4 separate regions of the Mus musculus genome follow, and all the other regions are linked to region 1. Evidence: chromatin contacts called from public ChIA-PET, Hi-C and Micro-C data. All regions are on one chromosome and are shown on one strand. Each heading gives the region's core, a stretch centred on a gene start, on an enhancer-like site or on the middle of the called end of the contact. The rest is flanking DNA. Distances are from core to core; before and after follow the strand shown. Region 1 holds the start of Sorbs1 (sorbin and SH3 domain containing 1). Region 2 holds the start of Zfp518a (zinc finger protein 518A). Region 3 holds the start of E030044B06Rik (RIKEN cDNA E030044B06 gene). Region 4 overlaps Pdlim1 (PDZ and LIM domain 1 (elfin)).

Region 1 (3,671 bases), core at 618-3,117:
GGGGTTGTCCTACAGAGGTCGACCAGCACTTCATTCAGGTACTAATTGCCTGCAGGGAAGTCACCAGACTGTTACCACGAGTCCTTAGGCTAAGGAATATACCATCTTTGACCCCCTACCCTAAGAACTACTAACCCTTCCTAATCTGCATCAAAGGTGCCCCAGGCAGAGGTGGGCTAACAGACCACCTTTCTCCCCTCAGGCTCAAAAAGACCTCAGGGCTGGGCTGGCCAGGAGTTATTTAAGGCGGCAGCAGGAGGGTGGGGCAAAAAACTGTTGGCAGTATCTTCCTCCTCCACCCCTCCCCCTCACAGCCAACACACCTCACCCTGTAGACATCTCACTCACTCACTCACTCACTGAAGGCTGAAGCTATAAAATCTCCCAATGTGTGTTTTCTGTCATTGGCACGGCTGTCCCCTGCTGCTGTCCACCCCACTTTTAATCCACCCTTCAATCACCACCTCGATATCTTTCCAGCCAAAACACACACTTAAATGTAAAGAGAGGTATTTTAAAAAATCAAAAAAAGCATGTGGTCAGACAAGCTGTCCCTGGCCTTCTCCAAGGAAGAAAAAGGACACACCAGTGTTGGGGACTGGAAGATGGGCGGGGGGGGGGGGGGGGGATCAGTCAGCGGCCTAACATGCCTGGCAGGTTCTATGGTGTCTCTAGATGAACATCCCGCCTACTGACTGAAATCAATTTTAGCAATTTCAGTAGGTCGGCCGTGTGACAACAGGGGCAACCCAGAGCTCAGCGATTCAAACAAAAATCCAAAGGCTCGTCCAGAACATGCTGGGAAAACCCTCGGACAGGATGGAATGAGCCGGCTCAGAGGGATCTTCTGCTTCTATGTAGCAATGCATAATAAATTCTGTCCGCCCGGAAAAAGCACTGATGAATTTCAAAGGCATAGTATGACACGCAGAGGTTCCAGGATACAGAAATCGACAGCACGTCGCCCTTCAAAGAAGCATAATGACTTTAAAGCCTCCTTTCCCTCCTATCTCGAATGTCACCACCGCTTATCAGGGAAAAGACCGTGGAAACCCCGGGAGGGACAGCCTGGGAAATAAGAGAAAGGAGTAGCTTTAGGTCCCTTTGGTGATGGGCTGCCCTGCAAGATGCTGTCATCCAGTCATCCAGGGAAGCATGAAGGGGCCTGGGCGGTGAGCGGAAGCACCGTATACCCAGACACACACCCACCAACACGCTCGGATGCAGGCTGGTCTGGGCCAGCAGCGTAGTGCTTGCCCCCCTCCCGCCGCCCTCGGCTTAGGTGATGGAGTGGAAGGGTGTGCTGATGAATGAATACACCTGAGATGCCTCCATCCTGACACTTGCGCCCTTCTTCCTTTGGCCACTGCAGAAAAGACCCTCAGTAGTTTCACTTTCCAGCGCAAACCCACCAGGGCTCTCCCGTCTCCATCCACCCACACTGCAGCCAGGCTGAAGCGGGCGGACATTCCCTCCTAAGCAGAGGCCATGATCGCACTTACCTTCACCTACCAAAAACGAAAAGGCATAAAGAAACCTGGAATCCCCAAACCTCCCCGCGTCCTAGCAACTTTTCTTGAAGGGACGGGGAGAGGGGACACAGAGCAGCCGGGAGACACGGCTCGGCGAAGGTCCCCCGCGGCCACCCGGGGATGCTCTGGGAGAAGGGGGGCCCCCAGGTCCTTCCAACAGCTGGCCCTTTAAAAGCACCTCCTCCGCGCGCTGAACAAAGGCACCGCTCCGGGGGCCCGCTGCGCCCGCCCGGGAGCTGCCGCCGGAGAGCGCAGCCGCCGCCCGCTTACCTCGCGGGTCCCCGGCAAGGGCTTGCGCGCGTCCAGCCCGGCTCGCGCTCCACGCTACAGTCAGCCCCGCTCTGTTTTTCTGCTACTCCGAGCTGACTTCACCGACACTGGGGCCGGCCAATGGGCGGCGGCGACCAGCCCCTCATTAGCATGGCCTGGAACCGTCCACTCCGGCAGCGCCCAGGGGGCGGGGCCTGGCCGGCCGTGACAGGAAGGGGCGTGTGCGCCAATGGGGAGGCGAGGAAGAGCCCGCCGCCAAGCCTGCGTCCCTGTGAGCGGGGCGCGCGCCCGCGGGTTCCCGCGGATGTCGCGCGCGCACCCGCTAACCCTTTCTACCCTGGGCTGCCCGCGAGTGACTCCAGACGCTGGCCCTGTGGTCTCTATAAGGGTTTGCCCACAGAGAGCTTGAAAAGAACAGTAAGCGTAAAATAACAGTGTGTCCTAGCTATAAACAAATTACTTAACCCTGTGCCCTTTTGCTGATCTGTAAAATGGCACCATAATTCCTCTTGATAAAATGTAGTGAATAAAAGCTTGCCAATGGCACTGTCAGTCTGATTATATTCTACCAGACAGTTGCCTAATGCTCCCTATTTTCTCATTTGATTTTCCCAGCCTTGTGAAAAAGACGTTGTTACTAGTTTCTCGTTTTAGTCTTTATTTATTTATTTATTTATTTATTTATTTATTTATTTATTTATTTTTGGACAGGCGGCTCACGTATTCTAGCGCGGCCTCAAACTCACCGTGCAGCCAAAGATGATCCTTAATCCCACCTTCTGGGATTAGAGGCTGCCCCACATACTCACACCCCAGGCCAACCTCCTGACTCAGCCTCTAGAGCGGATTATTGGCTGCACCACTCTGCAAATTGGGGAGAAAAGAGTTTATTTGGCTTACACTTCCACAACACTGCTCCCCATTGAAGGAAGTCAGGACAGGAACTCAAACAGGGCAGGAGTCAGGAAGCTGATACAGAGGGATACCGCATACTGGCTTGCTCTCCATGGCTTGCTTAGTCTGTTTTCATATAGAATCCAAGACCATGAGCTCAGGATGGCCCATCCACAATGGGTTGGAACCTCCCCCATCAGTCACTAATTTTAAAAATGCCCTACAGGCTTGCCTACAGCCCCATCTTACGGAGGCATTTTCTTAATTGTGGTTCCCTCCCCTCAGATGACCTTAGCCTGTGTCAAGTTGACTTACAACTTTCCAACACAACAGAATAGTCACCTGAGCACAATTAATTCTTTTCTGCTATCTTGGGCAAGAATCTTCAGCCCAACTGTGTTCCTAGTTAGCAGGCTGTGTGGTGGGGTAAGAATAGGACCTAGTGACTGCACAGGCAAGGGGAACCCTGTCTGTAAAGGTTGTTAGATGTCAGGGAACAGTGACAGGTCCTGGCTGAGCACCTGCTGTCCTCAATTCTGTTGTCTGTGTATTTTAATTGAAGACTTCTAGCTGTCTGGGAGCTCGTGCTATAACCAAGGAAACAAGAAGCCTCCAGAGAACCCGGGGTCCCTCAGCACAGGGCTCTGCCTCGCCCAGACCTCATCCTGTTGCTTTGTAAAACACACTTCCCAGGCTCTGCTGTTACCTTATGCTACAGTCTGGACAAACAGCTCTCTGGTCTATAAAATAATAAAGCAGCAAGTATGAATGTGCCTGTATTAACAGTGCACTGTTGCACCAGGGCTGTGAGCTTTATATGCACCGCTACACATCTAACAACAACATAGCTAAAGGCACAGTGATACTAGGAGATTAGCCAAAGAGGTAGGAAATAGAAGGCAGAGAAACTGAGAGTTATCTACCTACCAAATCCAGGCAACAAGGTTTAGAACACACACACACACACACACACAC
Region 2 (3,671 bases), core at 339-2,838, 380 kb after region 1:
GAGAATACTACAGAACATGATGATGCATCATTTTTGTCATGTAAATTATAAAAGCTATAACAAAACTAACTACTCACAGTCCAAAACAACTTTTTTTTTTCCTATTAAAAAACAAACAGGCTTTTCTCCACTTCTCTCCTCAGCAATGTGTGTCCTCTTTTCTGGAACAATGAAAATATTGTGTTAAGGAGAAAATCTACCAGCACTCAGGAAACAGAGGCAGGCAGAGCTTTGTAAGCTGGAGGCCAGCCTGGTCTACAAATTGAGTTCCAGGACAGCCAGGGCTCTGTTACACTGTCTCAGGGCCTGTTACCCTGCCCCCCCCCAAAGAAAATCTATTTTGCAAACATCATTATAGATTATAAATATGCCCTTTTGATATTAATAGATTTCACCTTCACTTTTATAGTTATGTTTGTACTTCTTGTGTGAATTTCAGCTTGCCGCTTCTAGGAGGACTGTTGTACAAACCACCCAAAACTAAGGGTTCTCCGTGTGTGTTTTATTCCTTTCTTTTTCTTTTTCTTTTTCTTTTTCTTTTTTTTAATTTAAAGGGTAAAGTCCGTGTGGCACAGGTCAATGCGTTCAAAAGCATATCCTAAGAAAGTGGAAAATTCTTAACAGTTTTAAAATTGGTTTTAAGAAAAATTTGTGCGTGTCAGGAGTTATTTGGGTTACCCCTTGCCCCCACGCATCCCCCCCCCCAAAAAAAAAAACTACGGCCCACAGTTGAAGCCAAAATTCTCAGATTCGATCTTTTATATTTTGCTATATCCCTCCGCCTCGAGTTTTTGACGGCGGCAGTTTCCACAGTGCTTCCACGTGTGTTTTTTGTCCTTTTTTTCTTTTAAGGGAGGTAATTATTTACCAAGTGAGATTAGTAGGCTTCTGAAACGTTCTGAAAGAGAGGAGCCACATTTGGACTTTGTACGACTCTTGTGTGGGGTGGGGAAGGATTCTTTTCTTGGGGGCAAGGATTCCATTTTTGAGTCTGTGAGGGGCGTGCGAGGGTTTTCCTTCGCTGAGAGGACTTCCTTCGCTCAGACGAGTCCTCCGTGCCGTGGGAGGAGGTCGTGTCGCGGCGGGAGAGAAGAGTGTCCCTCACAGGTAGCCTGTGCGTGGGGCTGCTCTGGAGCTCAGGGTTGGCTCCCTTGTGGGCCAGAGCTTTGGGTAGCAGCTTCGTCCAACCACTGGGACGTCAAAGGGATACCACAACTCGCGTGATCCGAGTAAGTACAGGGAACACGCCATTTGCTAAGATGGGGGCTGCCTAAAACCTCTGGGTTGAGGCCATTTCCTGTCAACCAAGGCTTGCCAAGCACACCAGTTCCTGCTTCTGGTGTCTACTTGGGAAAGGACGGTAGCCATTTTCCCCGTTCTTCCCCCCGCAGTAGGATCCCCGCGGCTGGTGAGTAGACGGGGGGCGGTGAGGCGGGACGCAGGGAGGCGCCGTATGACGAGGTCAGCCGTGGACTCAGCGCCATGGCCTACTCTCGGGAGGCTGAGGCGGGGGCCCTTCCGGCCGCCGTTCCCTTCCGCTCGCCTCAGGTGCAGCGCGGATCCCTCCGCCGCAGCGTGCGCTGCCGGCAGCGCGGCGCTCGGCTTTCCGGCAGTACCCGGATGGAGGGGTAATGGCCGCCATCTGGGACTCGCAGGCAATGGGGACCACGGCAGGTATTCCCTGTGTGCGGAGCCGCCAAGACCAGTTAGGATGTCGGGACGCACAGAGAGACGGCAAGGGGCCAAGGGCGAAATCGTGGGGTGCTAGGGTTCCCCCCAAATGGTCTTGGGGGGGATCCGCCTCTTGCGCTAGGAAGCTCATGTTAAATAGTCCCGTCCATTCAGCGCTTCCGGCCAACTTGCCGCAAAGTTTTCTAGAGAAGTCCTTGGTTTCTAACCCGGGGCTCTTGCTAGCTCTTAGGGCTGGTCATTGTCGTCTCGGCTTGGGCTGGTTGTAAGTTTGTCCCTAAGAACTCCCCCACGGTCTCAGAGCCTAGGACTTGGGCGCGCGCGCACGGCGCGGCGACAGTGTACATCCGCGCGCCCGAGGGGCAGCGGAACTCCGGGGAAAGGGGCGGATCGGGCGCGGCGTTTTGGGGGCGATGCGGGGGCGTTTGGCGCGCGAAGCCATCGCTCGTCGGGTTCCGCGCCCGGTGGAGACGGGCTGGGCAGCCCTCAGTCCGCACCCCTCGAGCTGTAGGTTCGCGGGCCCGCCTCGACGGCATCCCTACTATGGGCCCAGTCTATGGCTATTGGGGGTTCTTCCTTGCAGAGACTCCCCGCTCTCTTGGCGCACGCACTGCGCGCCCTCAGAGTTGGGCAAGAAAGTGGTCCTCTTGTAGACTGCCCCCACCACCACCACACCCAGTGGCATATGGATTTCTTTGTCACGGGCTTTTTTTTTTTTTTTCCCCACTTGTAGGGTCCATCTTGAATCTGTTCTTAACATGGTGTCCTCTTTGTTAAGTGGGTAGTATCTTGAGTTAGATGGCTTTGGTAACTCAAAAGTATTGGGTCTGAATGCATAGATGATGTGATTTAACTCTTATCTAGACCAATGGAACAGATGCAACTTCAAAGTTTAGAAAACAAAAGTTAAGGGTCAGTTTTCGCTTCAGGTTTAAATTTGGGTTATTTTAGTTTTTGTAAATTATTTTTTTCAAAAGTCTTGAAAATGGGGAAAGGGGTCAGTTTTTGAGGAATTCATGAGAATGTTGAACTGTCTGTGATTATCTCAGGGATGTAATGTAAAAACAACTCACAGCGTGGTTAATTTGAAAGTCTGGTTTTCTTAAGGCACATTTTACTAATAATAATTGAATTGCTTTTTTTCCCAGCAAAACAGGTCTGATTTGAGTGTGCTCTAAAGTTTGTATGGTCAGAATGAATAGAGAGACTTGCTGAAATTCCCTAACATTTTTAAAGTTATAGCTGCAGATCTGTTAATTATCCTTCAACAAAGCTGTATTTTTCTTTAGAAAGTCAAAAGGGGCAATTCGTACTAGCACTTGAGGGGTGTTGGCTTTCTATGGCGTAGGTAAGCATAGTAGACCTTACTCTTTTCTGTTTTTTTTTCCAAATTATGATTACCAATTCAAACATTATATGTCAGATGTCTGAACAGATAAAAGGATAGCAACTCCAGCGACTGTGTCTTTGTGAGCTCATAGCAAATAAACTTAAATACTGGAGGGTTTTATCATAACCACCTTCACATTTTATGATATTTTTTCTGGAAGTAGTATAGTGTGGTTCCAAAAGCTGCTGTATTTTGAAATATTTTAAATGAGAAACTTTCTATCTAAATATAGTTTGAGTGAAAAAACCCACAAAACCTTACAATGCCCTTTTAATGTACTTTTATTGCAAGTGTTGGGGCTTACTCTCATTGAAGCATTGTGTGTGCCCTGTAGAGAACACTTAATCTGACCAGTCTAACTACTTTTCTGGTTTTCCTTTAAGTTCAAGATTTTAATCTTGCATTTCTTCAGGTGCTCTATTTAAAAGGGTTTTGTCAATTAGAGAAAAGGGTTCTTAGAAAATTTGAAATGTTTATCTGTTGTCTGCCCTCATGTATAGTCTATTAATTCTATAGGCTTCACATCATAGGCAGTTCTCATGGGATGTTGATACCAGCCTTGAGCATTACTGTTGTCAGTAGGCTTTTGTAG
Region 3 (3,671 bases), core at 651-3,150, 350 kb after region 1:
TTTCCTCATTGTGCTGAAGGAACCCTAACAAAGCAGCTTAAGGAAAGAGTTGTTTACTATGGCTCACAATCTGAGGCCACAATAAAGACTGGCAGCAGGCACCTGCAGAGGCTGGTCACAGCAGGTGCCCAGTCAAGAAGCAGAGAGAGATTCAGCTGTTCAGTTCTCTTTCTATTGAATCAGTCTAGGAACCCTGCTATTGATGGCACCACCCACAGATATGAAGTTTGTATCTTAAGCGACCCTGGATCGCATCAAGTTTGTAATATCAATCATCACAAAGGGGGAAAGGTTACTGGGATCCTTTCAATTATATAGAAGAGCAAAGTTAATATAGAAGAACATACATAAGTGACAGGGAAAGATCTGTTGCACAAAGAAATTAGAAATGTTCTCAAGTGAGATCAGAGGGACCCAATTCCCCCTATGGGGGAACACTGTTAAGTACTGTTGAGAATATTAACTTCACTGGTAGATCTTTATCCTAAGAATCCTTTAAAAGTTTTTTCTTTCAAGTAGCCAAACTGTTGGGAACAGTTAGTTATACCAGCCACTTGATTGACAGCTGCTTCAAACAGGGAACTATAGAACAAACAGTTCTTTCCTAAGCTACACACTGGATTTCCATCATGGCAACCTAGCCATTTTGAGCAGTGAACAAGTCTTGGATCCCTTGAGAGGATCTCTATTCCGCTGCAAAGCCTGCTGCCACCATGGCTGTTGCTGAAAGTATCGACTTCAGTTGCAGGAGGCTTTGCTTTAACCTTAGCAGTTCCAGGGAGCTTGTCCTGGCTCCAGGAGACTTCATGCAGCTGTGACATGCCCTTTGTGACTCCCAGATGACCCTGCCCATCTTGTAGCTCTTCTCATTAGGAACCCGGAGGAGTGCTCCCTTGAGTGACCCAGGAAAAGGTCATGATTGGTACACATTTAAGACTTGAGACTGTTGGACCTAGAAGCTATGCACAAGCATGCCACACCCTTCTTCTGATTATACAATCAATGTGTTTTTTCAGACTCCCTGGGTCAGTCCAGGAGGCTCCTCCCCAGGCACTGCCTCCCCTCCCATGCTACTTCAACATGAAGTCCCAGTCAAAGCATCTTTCAAATGGTCTTTATCGTGGGTAGAGTGGGCTGGCAGGTAGCACAAACCATAAACAAAATTCTGGCTAGTAGATGTAGACAGTTGCATCAAAGAAACTCCCTGGAGCCCACTGGTCAGTCAGTCTAGCTGAATCAGTGAGCTCCAAGTTCAGTGAGGGACCCTGTCTCAAAAAATAAGGTGGAGAGTGCCTGAGAAAGACAAGTGACTTCCATCTCTGCTTTTATACTCATGCACACCACTATGCACACACACACATGAACATGTACAACACACACACACACACACACACACACACACACACACACGGGCATGCACGCGCGTGCGTGCACAAGCACTCACACACCCACACAGAAATTTAGAGACAGTGTGCTTTCTGTGTATGTGCCTGCACTTGCATGCGCACATGCTGAGTGTGACCTTGGGCGTCATTTTCCCCAGGTGCTGTCCACATTGTTTTTAGAGATAGGATCTCTCAGTCGCAAAAGAATCACAAAGCAGGAGAGAAGCCTGGCCAGTAAGTCCCAGGTATCTGTTTGTCTCCCCCGCCCCGCCCCCGCCCCCACCAGTCCTGAGATGACAAATATCCAGCACCATACCTAGGCTTTTCCATGTCCTCACCCTTACAAGGTAAGAACTATTTGCTTGTTTGTTTTTAACCAACTGTACTATAGCATTTTAAAACCATCCCTCCAGGAGGTAGGTAGAAACTCAGGAGACTAGAAGGTAAACGGAAAGTCACATGTCTGGAAGGACAGAAACTTGAGTCTCAAGGACCCTCCTACCGCAGAAACAAGGGAGAAAACAACTGTGGAAAGGAGTCTCCCTCTCTCCAGCATTCAAGCAGCTGTGCCGGGCTCTGCAGCTTCCCTCGGTCCTTACTTTTCTGTGCAGCAGCTGCTTTGGAGTCACCCCTGCTCCCTGTAAGTAACCCCTCACCCACACTCCTGTCAAAAGCCCCAGCAAAAGCGCATTGCTTCACCAAATTGTATATTGTTGTAATCGTTAATGCAGTCTGTTATGAGTTCCCTTTCTGGAGTGAGTCCATGCCTGTGTTTAAATACAAGTGTGAGTGTGTGTGTGTGTGTGTGTGTGTGTGTGTGTGTGTGTGTGTTGTGTCTGCCCAGGAAAAGTCTCTCATATGCAACCAATTGCACTATCTCCCAAGCCCAGTGTTTGCTCTCTTAATGCAACAACAACAAAAATAGCATGCCGATTTCTGCCTCTTCCCCTTCCCCCACCCCACTTTTTTAGTACCAGTGTTAAAGCTAGGAACTGAGACATGCTTGACAAGTGGGGGGGGGGGGAGAAGGAGAGGGAGAGGGAGAGGGAGAGGGAGAGGGAGAGGGAGAGGGAGAGGGAGAGGGAGAGGGAGAGGGAGAGGGAGAGGGAGAGGGAGAGGGAGAGGGAGAGGGAGAGGGAGAGGGAGAGGGAGGAGAGACTTTTTAAATTGTCTGAAGTGGCTTTCAAATAACCTTGAACTTGCAATCCTCCTGTTGTAGCCTCTGAAAAGCTAGGGTTAAAAGTTCGTGCTACTAAGCCCGGTTACTTTTGCATTTTAAAAGAATATATTTAGTTTCATTTTGTTTACATTTGTGTTTTCTCTGTGTCTGTGAGGAAGTCAGATCTCCTGGAACAGGAGTTACAGGTAGTTGTGCCCTGTCATGTGGGTGCTGGGAATTGAACCCGGGTCCCCTGGGAAGAGTAGTCTGTGCTCTTAACTGCTGAGCCACCTCTCCAGCCTTACTTTTGCACTTTTGGTATACTGTACTCTATATAAAATTAAAGCCAAGTGTAACCTTTTAAAAATGCATTTGTAATATGAAGATTTGCTTAATTAATTTAGCGATTTAGGAGGGGGTATCTTTCAGACAAGACCCCTTTCTATTGTTGCTAAGGCTGACCTCAAATCCCTGATCTTCCTCCCTCCTCCTCATTCATGCTGGCATTACAGGCTTGTGCCAGCATGTTTTCAGTTGGCAAATGTTTACCTAGAACTTACTGCATGCATGCTAGGCATTGTGCTAATGCCTGACTGTGAGAATGATAGAAATGGTTCCTACTATCCTGTTACCACAGAGCTTCTATTTTTATTTTTGGGACAGAGTCTTGTTATATAATGAAGGCTAGTCTGACGGCCCATCTCTGCCTCTCAAGAACTGAAGTTACAGGCCTGCAGCACTATGCCCAGCAAGAGCTTTTTCTTTTTTAACCTTGAATTCTATATATCAAAACCACACAACACAGAAATAAAAGGCTATAAAGATATATAATTAAGATGGGAAAGCTGCCTAAATCCAAGATGTACACTCTTTTAAACTTGGACATTTTGGAGATCAGAGACATCACAGTTAGGGTGTAGTCAGACAGCCGTAGGTGGAGAGAACACATGTGAAGCAGAGAAACTTACAGAATCAGTTTGAGGGCTTAGAAGAAAATCCCAAACTCAATAGGAAAAGATCCTTTTAAGGATTCTGGATGTCGCAAGATGACTGGATGTCTGAAGGAATAAAAAGGTTCAGCCAGATATGGTGGTGAACATCTGTAACCCTAAAGCTCAGGAACCTGA
Region 4 (3,671 bases), core at 367-2,866, 260 kb before region 1:
GAATGTACAAAGCCCTAGGATTGATTTCCAAATATCATGAGCTGGACATGATAGCATTTTGGGTGGTGGAGGCAAAAAGATCAGAAATTCAAACTTATTCTTGGGGCAACTTAGGTTACATGAGACCCTGTCTCCAAAAGGACAAGTGTGGGTGAGAATAGGGAGGGCAGATCAAATGAATCACAGACAGACATTACCTTCACAGAGAGGATTCCTACAATATATTTAGAGTGTTCACAACACATTGCTCACACAGATTAGATGAGCAAGCATCTATCTGACAACATTTTAAAGACAGGACTAAAGAGAAGTTGTGAGTGGTTCACACTCACGTAGCTAAAAGCTTATGCCTAGTTTTAATATAGAACCCCTCATAGGAAATTCTAGCCTTTCTTGCTTCAGTGTAATAGTGTGGCAGAGACTCTAAGAAGCACATCTGCCATATCCTTCTTTCTACACAAAGAACTGGAGTGCCACAAAGCCCTGTTGGCCAGGTGCCTCCCAGGCATGCAACAACAGTTTCACTACTCTGCACTGAGCTGGGGCCCAGAGCCCCACCCATTATCAAACATGCCAATCATAAGACAGAATTGAGAAGGGCTGCCGAGGTCCTAGATCTCACTGCTGGAAAGTTCCTGTCCTAAACTGTGGACTCTACCACACACCATAACAAACCTCAATTCTAACAGTGGCCACTATTAATAAGACTTACTGTATGTCAAGGACAATCTAAGTGGTTAGAAAAGTTGGCTTATGATCTTCTCATGATGCCACAGGTAGGCAATGTTATTTGCATCATTGAAGATGAGGAAATGGAGGAACAAGGGTTAAGCCACTTGCTCAAGGTGACTCAGCTTGTGAGGAGCAAGCCACAGCAGGCTCCAGGATCCGCTACATCACTGTCTATCCTAATTTTCTTAGCAGCCATCAAATTCCATCAGAATCAGCTCATGATAGAGTCAGCCTCAATTTCTAAATAAAAAAAACTGAATTTGATACTTCCCTCCAAAAAACCAGACCCATTATTTAAGTAGACATCCTCCAAATTCCCTCAGTCAGTTCCCCCACCAGAGCACAAAACTGTTGCTATAAAAAGTAGTGTGGCTTAGGTGCAACAATGTATATTTAAAAAAGAATGTCTTGTTGGCTTCTGTAGCAGTCAAGTTGAATGCATTCTTGGGCCCATCCCCTTCCCCTTACCTGAAGGCTGGCACCCTGCACATCAACTCTACACTCTATGATCATAAGGCACCTTCAGACCCTATTAGATTCCCTGCTCCCACCCAGGGTCAGCTCTTTTTGTGTTTTTATTTACATCCCAAACACTGCTCCCCCCACCTCCCAGAGCCTCTCCTTCCATCCCCACTCCAACCGAAGAGCATACACAGGCTGGAGAAGGCCCCCAGCAAACAGGTAGTAGAGAGCTGCCTTGCCTGGCCTCAGTAGAAGAGGATGGGCCTAATCCTGCAGAGACTTGATGCACCAGAGTGGGGGAGGAAATAGCCTGGGGGCCCCACCCTGCTACGATTTTTAACTTTCACTTCAGAGTCGTGCAAAACAGAACTGTGACATAGCTCTCCCTCATTCTTCAATGAGGCACATTCACAGAGCCAGCTGCCTGACCCTGACCACAAGTAAGAGCTATGCCCCTCCTCTGTGACACTGGTACACTTCCTCCTCCCCCAGGCTTCCTTTCGCTCTCACTCTCTCCACATCTTACTGCACACATCTCCATGTATTCTGAAAGACTAGTAGCTTGTTGGTTAAGTTGTGACTTCTAGAGGCAGGGGACCAGGACTTGATAGCCTTACCTTGGGATTTAGCACCTCTGTGTGCCTAGCTCTTCAAGACAGATAAAGACAGCAGCCCTGACATCTGAAGGCTACTGTGAGGGTTGCCGAAATGACTCAAAACAGAGCAAGCACTCACAACTAAAGAAATGGGAATTCCAGGAGCCACATTCTATGAAAAGGGCTGAGCCTGCCACCTAGAAGCACGCAGTCCCTGGAGAGACAGGCAGATGATAAATGTTGCGCTAGAAGCTATAATGCAACCAAAAGCTAATGATGGGGGCAGGAGAGATGGTTCCGTGGTTAATACTGCTTACAGAACAAGCATAAAGATGTGAGTTTGGATGCCAGCACCTGTGTAACAAGATGGGCAGGGTCTTCCTGTGAACCTGAAACCCCAGCACTGTAGGGAGAAGAGGTAATACAGAGGCAAGAAGATGGCTGGTGCGTGCTGGCTGTCCTAGGATGGGAAAGGATAAACTCCAGGTTCAGGGAGAGACCCTGCCTCAAAAGAATACATGATGTCTTCCTCTGTCCTTGTACTTGCGTATCCATGTACGTACACCCCCCTACACATACATGCATGCAAGGAGTCAGAATAGAGCAGGCTAAGCCTCACACATAGTATGTGGACGGCACCAGTGAAACCCAGGACACAAAGGAAGGAAAAGGGATATGACATTGGAGATACAGAACAGGCTGTGAACCCTATATCTTTATCTAAAAATAACAATGAATAATAATGTCCTCACAGTATTCACTGTCTAGTTCCTGCAAAGAGACGACTAGAGACCATTAGCCATGCTGAGGTTCAAAGGGCCTCACTGGACAGACACTTTCTGGTTTAGTCAGGATTGCTGAGATGAAACACCACGACCGAAAAAGCAAGTTGGGGAGGAAAGAGTTTATTTGGATTACACTTCCACATTGTAGTCTGTCACTGAAGGAAGTCAGGACAGGAACTCGAACAGGGCAGGAACCTGGAGGCAGGAGATGATGCAGAGGCTGTGGAAGGATGCTGCTTACTGGGTTGCTCTTCATGATTTGCTCAGCCTGCTTTCTTATAGAACCCAGGACCACCAGCCCAGGGATGGCCCCACCCACCATGAACTGGGCCCTCCTCCAGTCACTAATTAAGAAAATGCCCTACATGCTTGCCAACAGCCAGTTCTTATAGAGGCATTTTCTTAATTGAGGTTCTCTCCTCTCGGATGACTTCAGCTTGTGTCAAGTCGATGTGAAAGTAGTCAGCACACTTTCAAATGACAGTTCAAACATTCCAGGGCTTACCCAATCAGCCCCTAGCCCAGCCATGCCCTAGTGGAACGGTTCTCAACCTGTGGATGGTGACCCCTTTGGGGGTTGAACAACCCTTTCACAGGGTTTATATGTCAGATATACTGCATATCAGCTATTTACATTACAATTCATACAAGTGGCAAAATTACAGTTATGAAGTAGCAATAGAATAATTTTATGATCGGGGGTCACCACAACATGCATTAAAGGGTCATAGCATTAGAAAGGTTGAGAACCACTGCCTTAATGGATCTCTAGAGGGTCCTACTTAAGATCCAAGTCCTACCAGCAGCTGAACGCATGTGCTCCTTTAACGCTCTGCATTGGAAACTGAGAGCTGAGCTCGTCGGATGAATCTGATTCACAATCAAAGTTGCCTTACATTTGTTTTAATTTAGATCAGGTATGATAAATTTCATACAAACCCATAGACTCTAAGCTTATGAAAAATCTGGCATTTCTGAGCTTAGATTTCCATATGGCAACAATCAGTACCAACAAAGGAGATTCCAACCCACTAAATGAGAAACATATCACCAACTTAGCCACAAAACCCATCATGCTCTCCTGCCTCTAGTACAG

What was found. A called contact is a pair of places that touch in the nucleus more often than the background predicts. ChIA-PET counts read pairs in DNA pulled down with a chosen protein or histone mark.
Region 2: a Hi-C map of rod photoreceptor shows a contact between it and region 1, with 4 times the contacts expected there. The contact joins the promoter of Zfp518a here to the promoter of Sorbs1 in region 1. A contact is called at or near these places in 1 of 39 promoter capture datasets (second pharyngeal arch cranial neural crest), 3 of 484 Hi-C or Micro-C datasets (CD4 T cells, embryonic stem cells and rod photoreceptor), 3 of 115 datasets of contacts at active chromatin or transcription factors (effector CD8 T cells, memory CD8 T cells and regulatory T cells) and 2 of 9 other capture datasets (liver and pancreatic islet).
Region 3: a contact with region 1 is called in a Micro-C map of embryonic stem cells, with 3 times the contacts expected there. The contact joins the promoter of E030044B06Rik here to the promoter of Sorbs1 in region 1. A contact is called at or near these places in 2 of 39 promoter capture datasets (cranial neural crest and second pharyngeal arch cranial neural crest) and 1 of 484 Hi-C or Micro-C datasets (embryonic stem cells).
Region 4: a contact with region 1 is called in an RNA polymerase II ChIA-PET map of memory CD8 T cells, with 44 read pairs. The contact joins the enhancer-like site here to the promoter of Sorbs1 in region 1. A contact is called at or near these places in 4 of 39 promoter capture datasets (cranial neural crest, frontonasal cranial neural crest, maxillary cranial neural crest and 1 more), 6 of 484 Hi-C or Micro-C datasets (CD4 T cells, CD8 T cells, LSK cells and 3 more), 4 of 115 datasets of contacts at active chromatin or transcription factors (effector CD8 T cells, epiblast stem cells, memory CD8 T cells and 1 more) and 2 of 9 other capture datasets (adipose tissue and liver).

Annotation. Positions count from the first base shown.
Region 1 is chr19:40,511,869-40,515,539 of GRCm38.p6, forward strand. It overlaps Sorbs1 (sorbin and SH3 domain containing 1), which reads right to left and starts at 1,868. Exons shown (of 29, transcript NM_178362.1): 1 at 1,503-1,868.
Region 2 is chr19:40,893,117-40,896,787 of GRCm38.p6, forward strand. Zfp518a (zinc finger protein 518A) reads left to right here and starts at 1,589. Exons shown (of 5, transcript NM_028319.1): 1 at 1,589-1,674. It overlaps Mir8092 (microRNA 8092), which reads left to right and starts at 1,587; the gene lies at 1,587-1,673.
Region 3 is chr19:40,866,416-40,870,086 of GRCm38.p6, forward strand. E030044B06Rik (RIKEN cDNA E030044B06 gene) reads left to right here and starts at 1,901. Exons shown (of 5, transcript NR_045343.1): 1 at 1,901-2,025. LOC108168428 (a long non-coding RNA gene) reads left to right here and starts at 1,549. Exons shown (of 3, transcript XR_001782722.1): 1 at 1,549-1,732.
Region 4 is chr19:40,256,030-40,259,700 of GRCm38.p6, forward strand. The region is part of intron 1 of Pdlim1 (PDZ and LIM domain 1 (elfin)); the gene reads right to left. Among named protein-coding and RNA genes, the nearest start is that of Gm41845, 14 kb to the right of the region's middle. Within about 2 kb of position 1,617, at least 125 of the 459 cell types and tissues checked have an H3K27ac peak or open chromatin away from gene starts, as enhancers often do. A contact at or near this core is called in CD8 T cells, LSK cells, Th1 cells and 5 more, where this site is marked.